2 separate regions of the Oryctolagus cuniculus genome follow, and region 1 is linked to region 2. The links are chromatin contacts, called in public Micro-C maps. All regions are on one chromosome and are shown on one strand. Each heading gives the region's core, a stretch centred on a gene start, on an enhancer-like site or on the middle of the called end of the contact. The rest is flanking DNA. Distances are from core to core; before and after follow the strand shown.

The links. A called contact is a pair of places that touch in the nucleus more often than the background predicts.
Region 1: a Micro-C map of ear pinna shows a contact between it and region 2, with 4 times the contacts expected there. The contact joins two enhancer-like sites. A contact is called at or near these places in 2 of 6 Hi-C or Micro-C datasets (ear pinna and psoas muscle).

What each region holds. Positions count from the first base shown.
Region 1 is chr7:79,079,289-79,086,856 of mOryCun1.1, reverse strand. It overlaps LOC138850606 (a long non-coding RNA gene), which reads right to left. Exons shown (of 3, transcript XR_011390581.1): 2 at 1-369. Among named protein-coding and RNA genes, the nearest start is that of CDC7, 38 kb to the left of the region's middle. Within about 2 kb of position 4,231, at least 1 of the 8 cell types and tissues checked has an H3K27ac peak or open chromatin away from gene starts, as enhancers often do. A contact at or near this core is called in ear pinna, where this site is marked.
Region 2 is chr7:78,864,374-78,871,548 of mOryCun1.1, reverse strand. The region is part of intron 4 of TGFBR3 (transforming growth factor beta receptor 3); the gene reads right to left. Among named protein-coding and RNA genes, the nearest start is that of TGFBR3, 160 kb to the right of the region's middle. Within about 2 kb of position 5,673, at least 4 of the 8 cell types and tissues checked have an H3K27ac peak or open chromatin away from gene starts, as enhancers often do. A contact at or near this core is called in ear pinna, where this site is marked.

The DNA.
Region 1 (7,568 bases), core at 2,982-5,481, 220 kb before region 2:
TGGAGACAGAAAACAGCTGGTGGACATTTTATCTGTAATAACCCTTCACATCCTTGTATAAGAGGCAAGTGAGCAAAAATTTCTTAATTCTCTATTGTCATGTTTTTAGCTCGTATTTGTGTGCCAAGCACCATAACAATCAACAAAATCAACTTGTAAGTACGTATAAAGTACTAAGGGAAAGCGTAGTGTACATGCTTGGTTATGCTATTATTATGACTTATTTTCATACATATAAGACCCTATTTATCAGATTTTTCTGAGGCACCTTCAATCCAAAAGCGACAGTCAATTCCAAAAATGTTGATGAGTTTGGAGAATTCCAACAGTTCTTCATCCAAATTGCATTTCTGAGAATGTCTCTGTCAACTGGAAATATGAAATTGTTAGAAATGCATTCCAGTTTTGTTGCTTTGAAAGTATGTCGTATTAAAACATATGTCACATCTGAGACTGTCTTCGCTCTGGACACCAGCTGATACATTAGTGAGTGAAACAGAGATACTTCCAACGTCTTGAACACTGAATGGGGACTGAGGTATTTTCACTGAGGTCTCACATTTAGAAGTTCTGCTGTCACAACTGGGAAACATTTTAATGCCTCTTGACCCTTTGTTGGTTAAAAAACAAACCTTTACTGGAGGCAGCATAACATAAAGGAGTCAGGCGAGGCTGGTTCTTCCCTGTACCCTAAGTCTAAGTATCCTCAGCTGCTAAGTGGGGCTTGGGGCCTTCCTCACTGTTCCCAGAAATACATGAGAGCAAGCTCATTAAGTACAAGGTTCTTTCTCCCCCATCCTCCATCTCAGTCCCCACCTATTCCTTTTGCTGTCTATATGGGGAGCATTGTTTGAGAACATTTTTTTAAAAGAATGTATGTATTTATTTGAAAGGCAGAGTTAGAGAGAGAGAAGGAATGCTTCCATTCACTGGTTTGCTCCCCAAATGGCTGCAATGGCAAGAGCTGGGCCCATCCAAAGCCAGGAACCAGGAGCTTCTTCCAGAGCCACATTCCAGTGCTTTTCCAGTGGAAAAGCAGGAAGCTGGATCAGAGGTGGAGCAGCTGGGACTCAGACCGGCACTTGTATGGGATGCCGGTACTACAGGCAGTGGCTTTACCAGCTATGCTGTCACAGCACCGGCCCCGAGAACATTCTTACTTTTTCCCTAAAATGACTTCAGCACACCAGGGCTTTTACATCCTGGAGTGAAAAATTGCCATAATCTGGAATGTTGTGTGTCTGAAGCTATACAATGCTGATTACCTATCCAGAGGACGTTGTGATGCCCTCTCTGTCCACCAGATGGCAGGAATTCCTGTGCCATGTTCTGGGAGGGAGCTGCTCTGTCGTGTTCGGGCGGATCTGTCAGTAAGACTAGCAAAAGAGCGAGGGTGCACAAACACGAATGACTCTTGACACGGCTTACAGTTTTTCTTGAGCTAGTGGTCACCTCCTTGTCTTTTCCAGCTACAAATGTCTCGGATGTGCTGTTCCCACTCCTCTGGGTTTTTGCATATCCTGTTTCTTCCCCCTAGAACACTTTTCCACCAAACCCCAGCCTCCTTCCTCTGGCTAATTTCTCTTCATCCTTCAGATCTCAGGTTGGGCATCAGTGTCAGGAGGACTCCCGTGCCCTGTCATTCTGAGTTCAGGATGCCACAGCCTTCCCTGCCCTTTGACCTCATCCTGCTTCCAACATCTGCGCAAGTGTTGCCTCCCTGGGGCCAGTGTTGTGGCACAGCAGATTGGGCATCCCATATTATCACATATCCCGGCTGCACTGCTTCTGATCCAGTTCCCTGCTAATGTGCCTGGGAAAGTAATGGAAGATGACTCAAGTATTTGGGCCCCTGCCACCCACAAGGGGGACCAAGATGGAGTTCCAGGCTCCTGGCTTCAGCCTGGCCCAGCCCCAGCCTTTGTAGCCATTTGGGGAGTGAACCAGTGGGTGGAGAAACTGTGTGTGTGTGTGTGTGTGTGTGTGTGTGTCTAACTCTGCCTTTTAAATAAATTGAATGAAGTTCACCCCCCAAAATGCCTCCTCAAACAGCCCTTCCAGCTTGCTTATTTATCATGTCTTATACTGGCACCTAGGACAATGCTTAGGACAATTAAACACCCAAAACCTTTTGGTAAGGAATGACTGTTCTTATAGCACACTATAGCCTCCAATCAACACTGCTTCGGCCCTTAAAACACTATACATGGTCAATCCTTCTTGTCGATACGCCCACTAGATTATGAGTTCCATGACAACAAAATCATTTTAATTCATGCACCATTGTATCTCCAGTGCCTGGCCCATAATCAGGCCTCAATAAATATATGTTGGAAAATGAGCACACAGTTAAACTACACAAATGTACACAGTATAAATAAAATAAAGTCAATTGTTTTTTGAGGAGGTCGGTGACACAGAGGAGAAGAAATGGTGACAGGGACCGTTCTTTGCTACAGTCGCACCTGTGTTCAGAATCAGGTGTGATTTTGATAGCAGTTGTATTAAATACGTTTAATGATGGCTTGATTTTCAACGAGCGAATTTAGAATTAATGTCGTACTCTGTAGGAAGTTAAACATGGTTTGCAGAGTGAGAGTCTGGGGAGGCTCCAGAGGGTTGGGAGAGATGGTTATGAGCAGCCATCTGGTGAGCAGATAGTCTCACAAAAATATGCAGCCTGTGTGGATTTAGACAGGTAGGGAAGAGAAGTGAGGCTGGGCTGTAACATTCAGAAAAAGACTCAGATTTGAACACAAGAAGAACATGGGAGGATGTGCTGTGGGTCTCAAGTAGCAAACAGTGCTCACATGAGGCCTCTGAGGGTCTCTGGGAACAGGGAGGTCCTGCCATCTGTCAGCCAAGAGGGGCGCTGGCCACTTCCAATCCAATCCAATCCCAATAGATTATTATTTTTTAAACATTAAGATGACAAACAGATTTACGAAAATGGTTTTTAAACCCTCTCATTTAACAAACTACCAACATTAACACAGAGGTTATGGGTTTGTGTATGAGTATTAATTTGGGCTACTTGGCATTAGTGATATTCAACTGTTTTTGACCTAGCAAATCAGCAAGTTTGTAGGAATCAACCTCATACAACCTTGTTTGGAGACCAATGCGAGAGGGCTGTTGCCCACAGCGACTGTGAGGGCCTAGCAAAGTCCTCTTTCACCCCTCCACCCGCCCTGGCTCTCTCAATACTGGCTATAGCCTTCAAGGTTGAGGGCATCCCACCCGTGTAGACATGTGAACTCACCCTGTAAGCACAAGAGTTCAAGCTCCTTGACCCAGCAGTGATGGGAACACCAGACTGCGAGAAAGCTAAGTTCTACAGATGAAGCTGACGGATTGAGGGCAAGGAGACACCTGATTCTCTGTGTGAGTCTTTCCAAGGGCAAATGCTGGAGCTTCTAAGTCCACAAGTCAAAGAAAACGCAGCAGTGCCTGATGCAGGGGGGAGGGGGGCTGCAGAAAGGTTGGTTGATGGCTCCTTGTCTGTGTCGCTTAACTGATGGTCTCACCCACTCCCTGCTGCTGAGGGTGAGACTAGTTCTGTTTGACTCACTGTCCCCAACTTCAACCGGGAAAACAGCATGCAACAGCTCCAGGAGCCCTCCCTGCCCTCTCCCCCTGCACCTGCACATTTATGTGTCTGCTCTCCTCCCTCCTTCCCTTCCTTGCCTTCTCTGCTTTGCCAGCCTTCTCTGTCTCACATCCCATCAGGCTCTGTGCCTCCTGTACCCCTGCTAACCCCTGGGTAGTAAGGGAAGAGAGCAATGCCTTCTCCTACCCCCCCCCCCCCACAACAGGTCCTAAGCTCATGTGCACCTTGTGTTCTCAATAAATTTAGCAGCGTTGTTTTGCTCATTCCGGGGAGACCAAGATGTTTGAATTCTTCTCACCCTCTCATTACCATGATGTGAGATGGATCCAAATATGTTGCAACAGCATGGCCTTAGGCCTGCAGCTCTTGAGTTATGAAATGTTGCAGCAAACTCTCCTTGTATAGCAATGTTATCAGCCAAGAACTCTATCCTTAACCCTATCCCCGAGAATTCTAGAGTGCTTCCTCCTGGCTGCGCTCGCAGACTTCCAGAAGGTTCTCTCTGACAGAACCAACATCTGAAATCTTCGTAGGAGTATGGTCAGACTGCTCAGGCAGTTTCTTTGTTCCTTCCCAGATGCTGTGCTTGCACAGTCCATCCAAGTGGGGCGTAGCAGTGGTGCAGGAATCCCCACAACCAGTTCTTCCCTAATTGCACACTTAAGGGGTGCCAGATGTTTGAGTTGGCAGCTGGGCTGCAGGAGGTGGAAATATGAACATTGTGTTTCTTTCCACATGGAATCACGTATAGTTTTTCCAGCATATGATGCGGTTGCCGTAGGAAGGGAAATCTGGACTTTCGCTTTCTGGATATAAATTTTAGGGCCTCTCTGCACTTCGTACCTCTTTGGGAGGATCACTTCCATTATCCTGCCCTGCATCGTCATGATTTGTATGCCTATCTTAGCCTTGAGTGGTTGCCAGGGCTGATTAATTTTCACATCCTGACCTCATCTGCTTCCTCGCCCAGTGTCTATCTAGCATAGTACGTGGCACGCAGCGTTCGATAACTATTGAACTATAAAATTTGTTTTGCTTTGGAGCTGATTTTTGTCCAACCCTCCTGCTGGCCAGTTTTATTTGGAAGACTTAGTATTTAATACATTAGAATGATGCCTGCAGGAGACTCAAGTTGGGGTGTAAGCTCAGCTCTCAACATTTCCAGTTTCTTCGGGAAACTAATCCACAGGAATGGTTCCCCAGTGATCACATCAGTGTTGTATGGCTCCCCCTACCTCCCAGACACATCCTGCCATAGCTGCTGGGGCCAGAGGTTATATCCAACAGGCTGGGCCACTCAATTGACTCTCCCAGGTAGTTGAAACTTTAAGGAAGTAGGTGTGAGCTATTAAAGACTGGGATCTTGAGAGAAGATTTAAAGATTATCACTGGGGCTCTCTTTGTTCCCACGGCACCTGTGGCCTGGTCCTTGCGCTCCTCTTTCGGTTCCATGAGCTGCTGCAGCATCCTTCTGGGAAATCCCTTTTGTGCCCAGGTTGACCAAGGTCTGTTTCTGTTGCACACACCTAGAGGCCCCGGCAAGTGCAGTGGTTAAGAAGGGGATAAAGAAGCCCGCAGGGCTTTGGGATCTGACACTGCCTTTACTGTGCTGTGTGATATAGGACAGTCACGAACCACTCTGACTCCTGTGTTTAAATATGTATTATCCTGGCGCCATGGCTCAATAGGCTAATCCTCTGCCTTGCGGCGCCAGCACACCGGGTTCTAGTCCCGGTCAGGGCGCCGGATTCTGTCCCGGTTGTCGCTCTTCCAGGCCAGCTCTCTGCTGTGGCCCAGGAGTGCAGTGGAGGATGGCCCAAGTGCCTGGGCCCTGCACCCCATGGGAGACCAGGAGAAGCACCTGGCTCCTGGCTTCGGATCAGCGCGGTGCGCGGCCGTGGCGGCCATTGGAGGGTGAACCAACGGCAAAGGAAGACCTTTCTCTCTGTCTCTCTCTCTCTCTCTCACTGTCCACTCTGCCTGTCAAAAAAAAAAAAATATGTATTATCACCAGGGATTCGGAACAATGCTGCAGAGAGTGAGCTGAAGGAGGGGTGGACTCAGAAATGGCCAAAGGAAGCTCCTTCTGAGGACGGGCAGTGACTCCCGACTCCGGTGAAGAAAAGCAAGCGCCTTTTTGGGAAACAAGAAATTCTGCTGGAGCATGGGGTTCCTCTTTTACAAAATACAGGTTTTATTATTACTTATGCCCTGCAAAGCCAGCAGATTCGGAGAAGATGGTTATTGAAGACAGTTTGTTGCACTCCCGGGTCCCTTGGGAAGGAGGCATCAGCACAGGGGCCAGGTGGGTGAGCACCGGAGCCATGAAGCAGGCAGGAGGAGCAGGAAGAGACACAGGCAGGGGCCCTTATGGTGCTCTCCGTGGGGAGGAAGGAGCGCGGCAGGGTCAGCCGGTTGCAGTTTAGCTACTTTGAGTAATTTCAGTCCACCCAGGGCATAGGGGCGACCCCTTCTTGTTTGGTAACTGGCCCTGGGGTGCTGGGGTGATTGGGCAGGGGACCAGGAGCCCCGAGGGTGAGGCCTGGCTAGAGGAGGTGTTTGGAGGGTGGGCTCTGAATTGGTTGGTTTGCCTTCCAAGAGTTCGCTCAAGGGCTAGTTGTTTACAGTCACTAGGAACTGGCTAATCCTGAGAGGCAGAGCTCCTCCATGCTCAGCAAGGCTCCAGATGTCAAAGCATCAAAATAGGAAAAAATAGAGAACTTGGTGAGTACATTCCTGTAGGAGAGGAGCAGGACTTGCAAGAGGGAGCAAGAATGGGTCTGGATCACAAGGGACCACAATGGAAAGCAAAGACATTTGGGTTTCTCTACAAATGGTGTTCTGCAGCTCTCTGGAGGACTTAGAAGGATTTTGTTCTCAGTGTTGTAAGAACTGTCTGTTACGAATATGACTCTGGTGTCTTTGGACAGGATGGGTAGAATTTAAGAATCAGATCAACAGGACCAGATGTGGGGTTGAGGGGAAGATGAGGATGAAAAGTAACTCTAATATTTCAAACCTTTGTGATTGGAGGAATGCATTTGTCTCAACAGATACAGGTGTCTGGAGGAGAAGGCATCTCCGGCTGGAGACAGGAGATAAGTGGGATTAGGTTGGATTTCAGAGATGTGGCTATGACCATCCTTGTCCAACAGACAGTTCTCATTTATTGCTGCCTTGTGTGAGTGTCTGGCACTGTGTGTGTCTCTGTGTCTCAACCCCTTAAAGCTTTTGTGTCAGAAGAACCTTATGTGTCTTACTGTCTTTGTCCTTCCCCAGTACCCAACACAGAATCTCGTTCCTCTGGTCCTGGCCCCTTGAGGGATTATTTCTCAGCAGATACATCCACCAGGACTTGTCCACCTGAGAAAGGAGCACCCTGGGCCCTGGACTGCCTATCAGAATCCAACGATGTCACAAAGTTACACACCCAGGACATGAACGAGAGACTTAAGTCCAGAGGGGAAGAATGTTCTTTTAGCTCTTTCCTGGAGCCAAAGTTTTAAATCATTTTTGAGATTTAATGATGGTAGGAAAGTCCCTAGTGAATCAGAGACATTGCCTACTTGCGCTTTGTCACTATCAGCGTTAGGCAGCCTCTTGCATCTTGACTCCTACCAGACTTTGTTCATCTGAGAAGCAGACAATTCTAAAGCCGTTAGAGCCTTCCTGTTCCTCTCCTCATTCTCTTAACCTTGTCTCCCCTCTGTGCTATAAGGTGAGGACACGCTGGTGAGCTGGCCCACCTGTTGAGATGAATGGGTTCCAATTTATGCTTTAGACAGAAGAGGCAGATGGTCAGTGACCGAACTGGATCAGAACTTCTCTGGAGTATCCTAACTCTACTACCAGAAAATGGGAATGAGCGAGCCCCAACAATGGTGAAGACGAAAGCATGGATGCAAAATGTGAAATGGCATGATGAAGCAGGAAACAGCTAGGAGGAGGAGACATAGAG
Region 2 (7,175 bases), core at 4,424-6,923:
TCCCTGTCTCTACCTCTCTCTGTAACTCTGTCTTTCAAATAAATGAAAATAAATCTTTAAAAAAAATAATTTTTATGCGGCCTGGGTGATTCCAGTGTTCAGCCATCCTTGAGAATCCCTATCTTAACAGGTATTGAAATAGTCCACATTTGCAAAGCAGTGCTATGGGACAGGCCCAGCGTGGGGTACCTCACACCTGTGGCTCTTAACTGGAGGTGACTGTGTCCCCCGGGAGTCATTAAGCAGCACGTGTCTGGAACACTATGACTGCCACTACAGCCAGGAAGGTGGTGCCGCTGGCATTCACTGACTAGAAGCCAAAGAGATGGCGGAACACCTGACAAGGCTCAGGACAGCCAAGGATTCCCCAAAATGTCCACAATGCAAAGACTGAGACATCTCACTCTTCACTTGGGACTGACCAAATGTTGGAGCCCTAGTTTGAATCCCCGAACTGACAGCCTGTTCCATGATGGAAATCAGGCCCGCTCTTCACTACTTAATAAAGAGTAAGAGGGCCCGTTGGGCTTGCCTTGGCTTGGGAGGCCCAGAATCAGTCATTAATGAGTTGGGGCGGGCAGCGGCAGGGGTACTATTTCCCAACAAGCACACTGGCTGCATGGCCCCCGTGCGGTAGGCACCATGACGTGTTATCCAGGGTGGGAATGACAGCTTCCCAATGTCGCCCTGACTTTGTTCTGATGCCGCCTGCACATGACAAGCTCCCGAGCCCTGTTCCTGCCACACAGCAGCCGTGTCCTCCTATGTGTAACTCTTGGACAGCTTAGCTTCTCGTCAGCGCTGAACCTCAAACAATGTTTATCTGCTCCACTGGCTTCAGTCCTGTGACAAGCTTTTCACAGAAAAGTACTACAAAGATACTTTTATCAAGCCTGTCCCTAGAGGTGGGGAGGAAAAAAACCCACGACAGCCCCTGGCACGGCCCACATGGTCGGATGAGAAGCCAAGTGGCCCCGGATGCTCCGTCTCTGCGTTCTCATTCATGGCACAGCCAGAAAATAAAATACGGGGCTTTAAGCACCACATGCTAAGGGGACCTATCTCCAGGGTGAAAGGAGGACGTATCCCATGCTGTCTGCCAGAAGCAAGAAGGCATCAGTGTTGGGGCTGGCGCCGTGGTGCAGGTTAATCCTCTGTCTGCGGCGCTGGCATCCCATATGAGCGCCGGTTCTAGTCCCGGCTGCTCCTCTTCCCATCCAGCTCTCTGCTGTGACCTGAGAAAGCAGTGGAAGATGGCCCAAGTCCTTGGGCCCCTGTACCCATGTGGATGACATGGAAGAAGCTCCTGGTTCCTGGCTTTGGATCAGCCTAGCTCTAGCCACTGTGGCCATTTTGGGGAGTGAACCAGCAGATGGAAACCTTCCTCCCTGTTTCTCCCTCTCGCTGTCTGTAACTCTACCTCTCAAATAAATAAATAAAATCATAAAAGAAGAAGACATCAGTGGAAATAAGGGAAGACATCAGGAGTGACCTGGGAATGTGTCCCGAGGTCAGTAGAAGGCAGACCACCACGCTGGAGCCAATTCTTCGAGAAGGGGCACCTCCCGCCGATGCCTCCATGCCCGTCTCCCCTACCCCTAGGCAGCAGCAACCAGCGCCACACACTCAAGGTCCAGGAATTTGGAACCAGAGCTCCTGCCGCTCCTCAGACACATTCCAGTAGGAAGAAAGCAGAGCTGCCAGGGGCCGTGAGGTGTCCTGACTGCAGGTCAGTGGAAATTTTCTGCTTCAGCAAGGGCTTGGTCAGCACGCCGCTCCTGCTGCCAGCTCTGTCGGCCCTGGGACAGAGCTGAGTTTCCGATGGTATTGTCCAGGTGTGACCGGCTCCTCAGGACCCGGGAGGCAGGCTGCCACAACTTCCACAGGACAGAGGAGGAAGCCTCCGAGAGAGAGAGACTGGCGACCTGCTCGAGGCCAGACACTCGGCCCTGGGCAAGGTGAGACCATGGGACTTCTCACAGCTGGCCTGGCTTGGACCCTGCCAGAAAGAGGACCTTGCTAACTTTCTAATCAGTAAGATTCGCCTTCTACCCAATGCCTGAGGTGTGTGTGCCAGACCAAAGAGAATTCTTTCCTCTTCCCTTCAACTACAGAAGGTGCCATAGCCTCGACCCCACGTTTGCTTCTTTGGCTGCTCCCCAGACACCACCTTACTCAGAGCTTCACCAGTTTAGTCTGAAATGTGGTGCTGGGTCAGCCCCAGGACTTCTGGGTGTAGTCTAACAAACATACTCTGAGGGTTAATTTTATGTGTCAACTTGACTGGGCTCCAGGGTGCCCAGGTAGTTGGCCAAACATTATTGTGGGCATTTTTGTAAGGACTTTTTGGAGAAGAGTCACATTATATCAGCGGACTGAACAAAGCAGACGCCCCCTCCCAATGCTGTGTTGGCTCATCCAACTGGTCGGAGGCCTGTGTAGAGGCAGAGGCTGGCCCTCCCCTAAGGAAGCGAGAATTCTCCTGCCTGCTGGCCCTCATGCTGGAACTGGGACATCAGACCTGCGGGCTTTGGATTTGCCAGCTTCCATAATCACACGAGCCAAATCCCTGTGACGAATCTCACTGAGCAAGGCCTCAGACCACAGCAGCTTTTGTATGATGAGCTGAACTCCGCTGTCATCTCATCTATGCTTCATACATTCAACAGACATCTACTGAGTACCTGCCTGCTCTGTGCCAAGCACCATTTTAGATCAGGACACAAAGTAGAAAATGTGGCAAATAGAACTCCCTGCCCGCATGGAGCTTACAGTCTAGAAGGGAATCCAGAGGAGCAAAATAAATAAATGCATGTGATGGCAAAGAGAAGAAACTGCGAGAGGGAAGGAGTACTGTGCTTTTAAGTACTGTTAGGCAGAAAGTCAGAGAAGTTAAAGACTGGAGCTAGCGTGTGGGGCAACGGCGTTAATCTGCCACCTGTGATGCCGCCAGCATCCCACATCAGAGCTATCAGAGCACCACTGGAGTCTCAGCTTCTCTGCTTCTGATCCACTGCCTGCTAATGCACTTGAGAAGTCACTGGATGGCCCAAGTGCGTGGGCCCCTGCACCCACATGGGAGACCGGGATGGAGCTCTGGGCCCCTGGCTTCAGTCTGGACAAGCCCTGGATGATGCTGCCAGCTGGGGAGTGAACCAGTAGATGAAGATCTCTCTCTCTCTCACTCTGCCTTTCAAGTAAATAAATAAATTTTTAAAGAAAAAAGTCTACAGTAGAACACAGGAAATAACGATAGCAAACCACATCAAACTAGAGCGTAAATAAAATTCTTCCAATATGAGAAAGGGCTGTAATCATTACATGGAAACTACATGTGCATATGGGAAAAATGGCCCCTCCTATTCTCTAGGCTCACCCCCCACAATGGTTCTCTTCTGCTGTGTGTTCTTCTCACACCAACCAATTCTCCAACTCTGCAGACACCCATTAGTGTCCCACCTTTCAATTGAATTCTGACCCTAGCCACCTACTGCACCTGGAGACAACATCAGAGCCCATAGGCTGAGGGCTCACTCAGGACCACAGGCGGTCCTTATTCCAGACACCAGCTGCATGTCCAGGATATAGACTGGCTACAATCAGAGGTCCCCACGACCCACTTCCTCAGCTTCAGCGGTTGGCTAGCGTGGCTCACAGACCTCAAGGGAACACTCTACCAACATCCACCTGTGTGTGCCAGAGGGGACATCTGAGGCAGAGCCAGATGGAAGAGGTGCATAGCACCAGCCACAGGGGCACAGGCTTGGGGCTTCCATGGGCTCTCCAGGAGCACCACCCTCCCAGCACCTCCACGCTTCACTCAGCCACAAGTTCTGCAAGCCTATGGCGGCTGAAGAGCAGGTAGACACCATTGGTGAAATTGGCAGCCACTGGTGATTGGGTCAACTCCAGCTCCATTTCCCTCCCCGGTGGGAGGATGTGCCGAAAGCTCTAGCCCTCAGTCGGACAGTTGGTTACCCAGGGACCAGTCCATCCAGAGCCTGTGCAGGAGCCCCCACTCAGCAGTGATCTGGCAAGTAAAGAGTAACCCACTGATCATGGCAGAGATGCCAAAGGTTTCAGGAGCTGTGGGCAGAGGAGGCCCCAGCCCCTCCTCCCCACCCCAGGTACTCGAGTCCATCCCTCACATAAGAAAGAAAAGAAAAGAGGAGAGGTGAGGAGGAGGAGAAGGAGGAGGAGGAGAAGGAGGAGGAGGAAGAGGAGGAGGAAAGGGGAGGGTGGGAAGGGGAGGGGAGAAAAAGGTCAAGACCAGGGACCTTCAATTTGGATGAAATGGCAGAAACTGCCAAGGCTATTTATTGCTCCACCCCACCTCCTCCGCGAGTTCTTGCCAAGCTACTATCCCATTTGTGGCCCTAATGTCTCCAACATTGTCCAGAAACCTCAGACCCTCCCCGCTGGCAATCCTGACCCCTCTTGTCCCTCCTCCACGCTGTCACCTGGGCAGGCTTTCTGAGAAGTATAGCCAGGATGATGCAAAACAGAATCTGTACACCTTCCACGTGGCACAAGCCCTCGCTGCACATCACCCACTCATGGACCCAGGACTCACCTCGTGGGACCACTCCCATTGCAGAACACACCAGGCAGACATACTCCTGGGTCTGCTCTCCTGTCTGCACTGCTCCATACTGCTCCTTAGCTTCCCACAAGTGTCACCTTCTCCAGGAAGTCCCCCAGGTTGCCCACCCTCCTCAGCATGCAGCTGCCCCAATGCATCCTGCACATGCCTCCAGTCCCTCCCCCCACTCACATGACCCGCCACTCCACCAGGACCAGCACCTCCAGGGCCTAAGAAGCAACTCGTTCTTCCGGCACAAGTGCTGGGTACAAAGCAGGGACCCGACACCTGCTGGCTGCAGGGAAGCGCAGAGCTGCTCCTTCCAGGAAAGGAGAGGCCTGCATTCTTCACTCCCCTTACCCAATCCCCCACTGCTTCTCTCACTGCCCAGGAAATGAGCTTTCGGCCAGGATTTAAAGCTCGTGATTGGATTTTTTCACCTAATAACTCTACCGAAAAACTAATTACTGAAGCCTATCTAGGAGCTCCACATCTCCCCCTACAAGCCACGGAACTTTCCTCCCGCACGCTAATTAGAAGCCAGTCCTCTGCCGTCCCCTGACAGGACAGACGTCTTCCTGTGGGAAGGAGCACCAAGTAGCCTGATCCTCAGCAAGGAGCTGCTGAAGGGGCACCCATGGAGCCTCCTACGCCCCACAAACTCCGGGCAGCGGGGCAGCAGCCCGAGCCACGTCCCCTCCTCGATGCTCCTCCCACTTGAAGCACACACGCCATTTGTATTTGAGATCCTGGTTATGCTACCAGATTTTTTTTTTTTTTTTTTAAAGAGCAGGACATTACTCTATCTGCCAGTGCTGGGAGTTTTATTACAAGAACTTACGGCTAAGGCAACGAGAGCCAAGTTTATTATTTTTTCTGGATCCGATTCAACAACCTCGTCCAAAAGTGCATGAAAAAAGCACAGGAGGCAAGCAGCGCTTTGTTTCCACACCTGTGTTGGAGCTGTAACTCCTGAGTCCTGAGCGGATCCAGGGAAGCCTCAGGGCTGGGCTCCCAAGCCTGATCAGGCCCTCGCTCAAGGCCATGGCCCTTTCCTGGAAGTGAGCGCCGCTGGTTTAGCACTTATCTCCGCACGGCGGCTGACTCAGGGCCTGGTGGCTGCATCACAGCCTAGCTCTGTGCCTCTAACTGGTTGGTCGTCAGTTGGGGGAGGGGCAGTGCCACTCTAGGCCTCATCCAGGCCTTTCCCCAGTCTCCCACCTCCTCGACCTCTCTCCCACAAAGAATGTTCCCAGAGGAACAGTTCCCACAGCAAGAGACCACGAGTGGCTGCTAAGTCTCATCTCCAGTTGCTCCTCACTCTCGTGGAGTCTACCCAAATATAGCCTTCCTAAGAGGCTCTGCTGAAAATGACAGCCCAGCCACCAGCTCCCCTCACCCCACCTCACGCTGTATGTCCATAGTGCTCGCCACCCTCTCGAGTAGCCTGTGGTGTATTTATTGTGCTCCATGCACTAGAAGGCAAGCTCCTCCACCTAACATCGTCATCTGCTTTGCTCATCCCACGTACTTCGTACAGTGTCTGATACAAAAAAGACACTCATTTGCTTAATGAACGGAATAAACCTGGAAGTCTAATTATAATTGGCAGAGCCTGCCTGAAGTTCTGTGTTAAGGAGGATTTTGAGGTCATTTACAGGAGTAGCGGAGAAGTGGAAGAAGTCGCAGGGTCAATCACGTATCTGTCAGGGCTCAGGGCTGCTATCTTCGCTTTTCAGTGCGGCAGCCACTGGCCATACGGCATCTGAAAGGCTGCTATGCAAACTGGCCTGTGTCGTGACTATAAAATGTATACCAGAGTTGGAAGATGTAGTACAAGAAAAAGCAAAACATCTGAATAGGTTTTTTTAATTAATTGGTTATACCTATATTTAAGTGATATTATTTCAGGTACAGTGGGTTAAGTAAGATCTCATTAAAATCAATTTCATTTCTTTTACTTTTTAAAATGTGGTAACAGAAGGCTTAGAATGATATATATGGTTCACATTCTATTTCTATTGCACAGCACTGCCCTAGCTCTTCCTCCAAAATGACCCTGAGGAACAAATCTACTTCTGAACTGATAATACCCATCCACCCACCCACCCATCCATCTTTTTGGTCTGGTCTCAGAACACAAACCAATGTCGAATGCTTTGATACATGTTGTGCCTCAAGTCCAGTGCTTCCCAAAGTGTGATGCTCAGACCACTGCATCACAGACAGTGCATTTAAGTTGTTACAATGCAGATTCCAGGGTAGTGCAGTGGATATGTAGGGTCCAGGAAACTACATTATAATCCTACCGCCACTGAGATTCCAGTGCACGCTTGAGGAACATAGCTCAGGACACAGGAATGAGCGTGATGTAAACTCCAAATAATCTATAGAAAGCTTGAATGAGATCGCTTGGAGAATAAACAAGAATCTTCTCCTCTGCAAAGGTGGACACGAAGCCAAGAGGGAGAGCGAAAAGCCAGCTCATGGATAGAGTCATCTTTTTGCACATTGGAAAATAAAGAAATTGGGCCTTGTGAAATAGAAGTCCTAGCTCCCCAATGATAAAGAAAAGCCTGCTGAGACCTTAGAG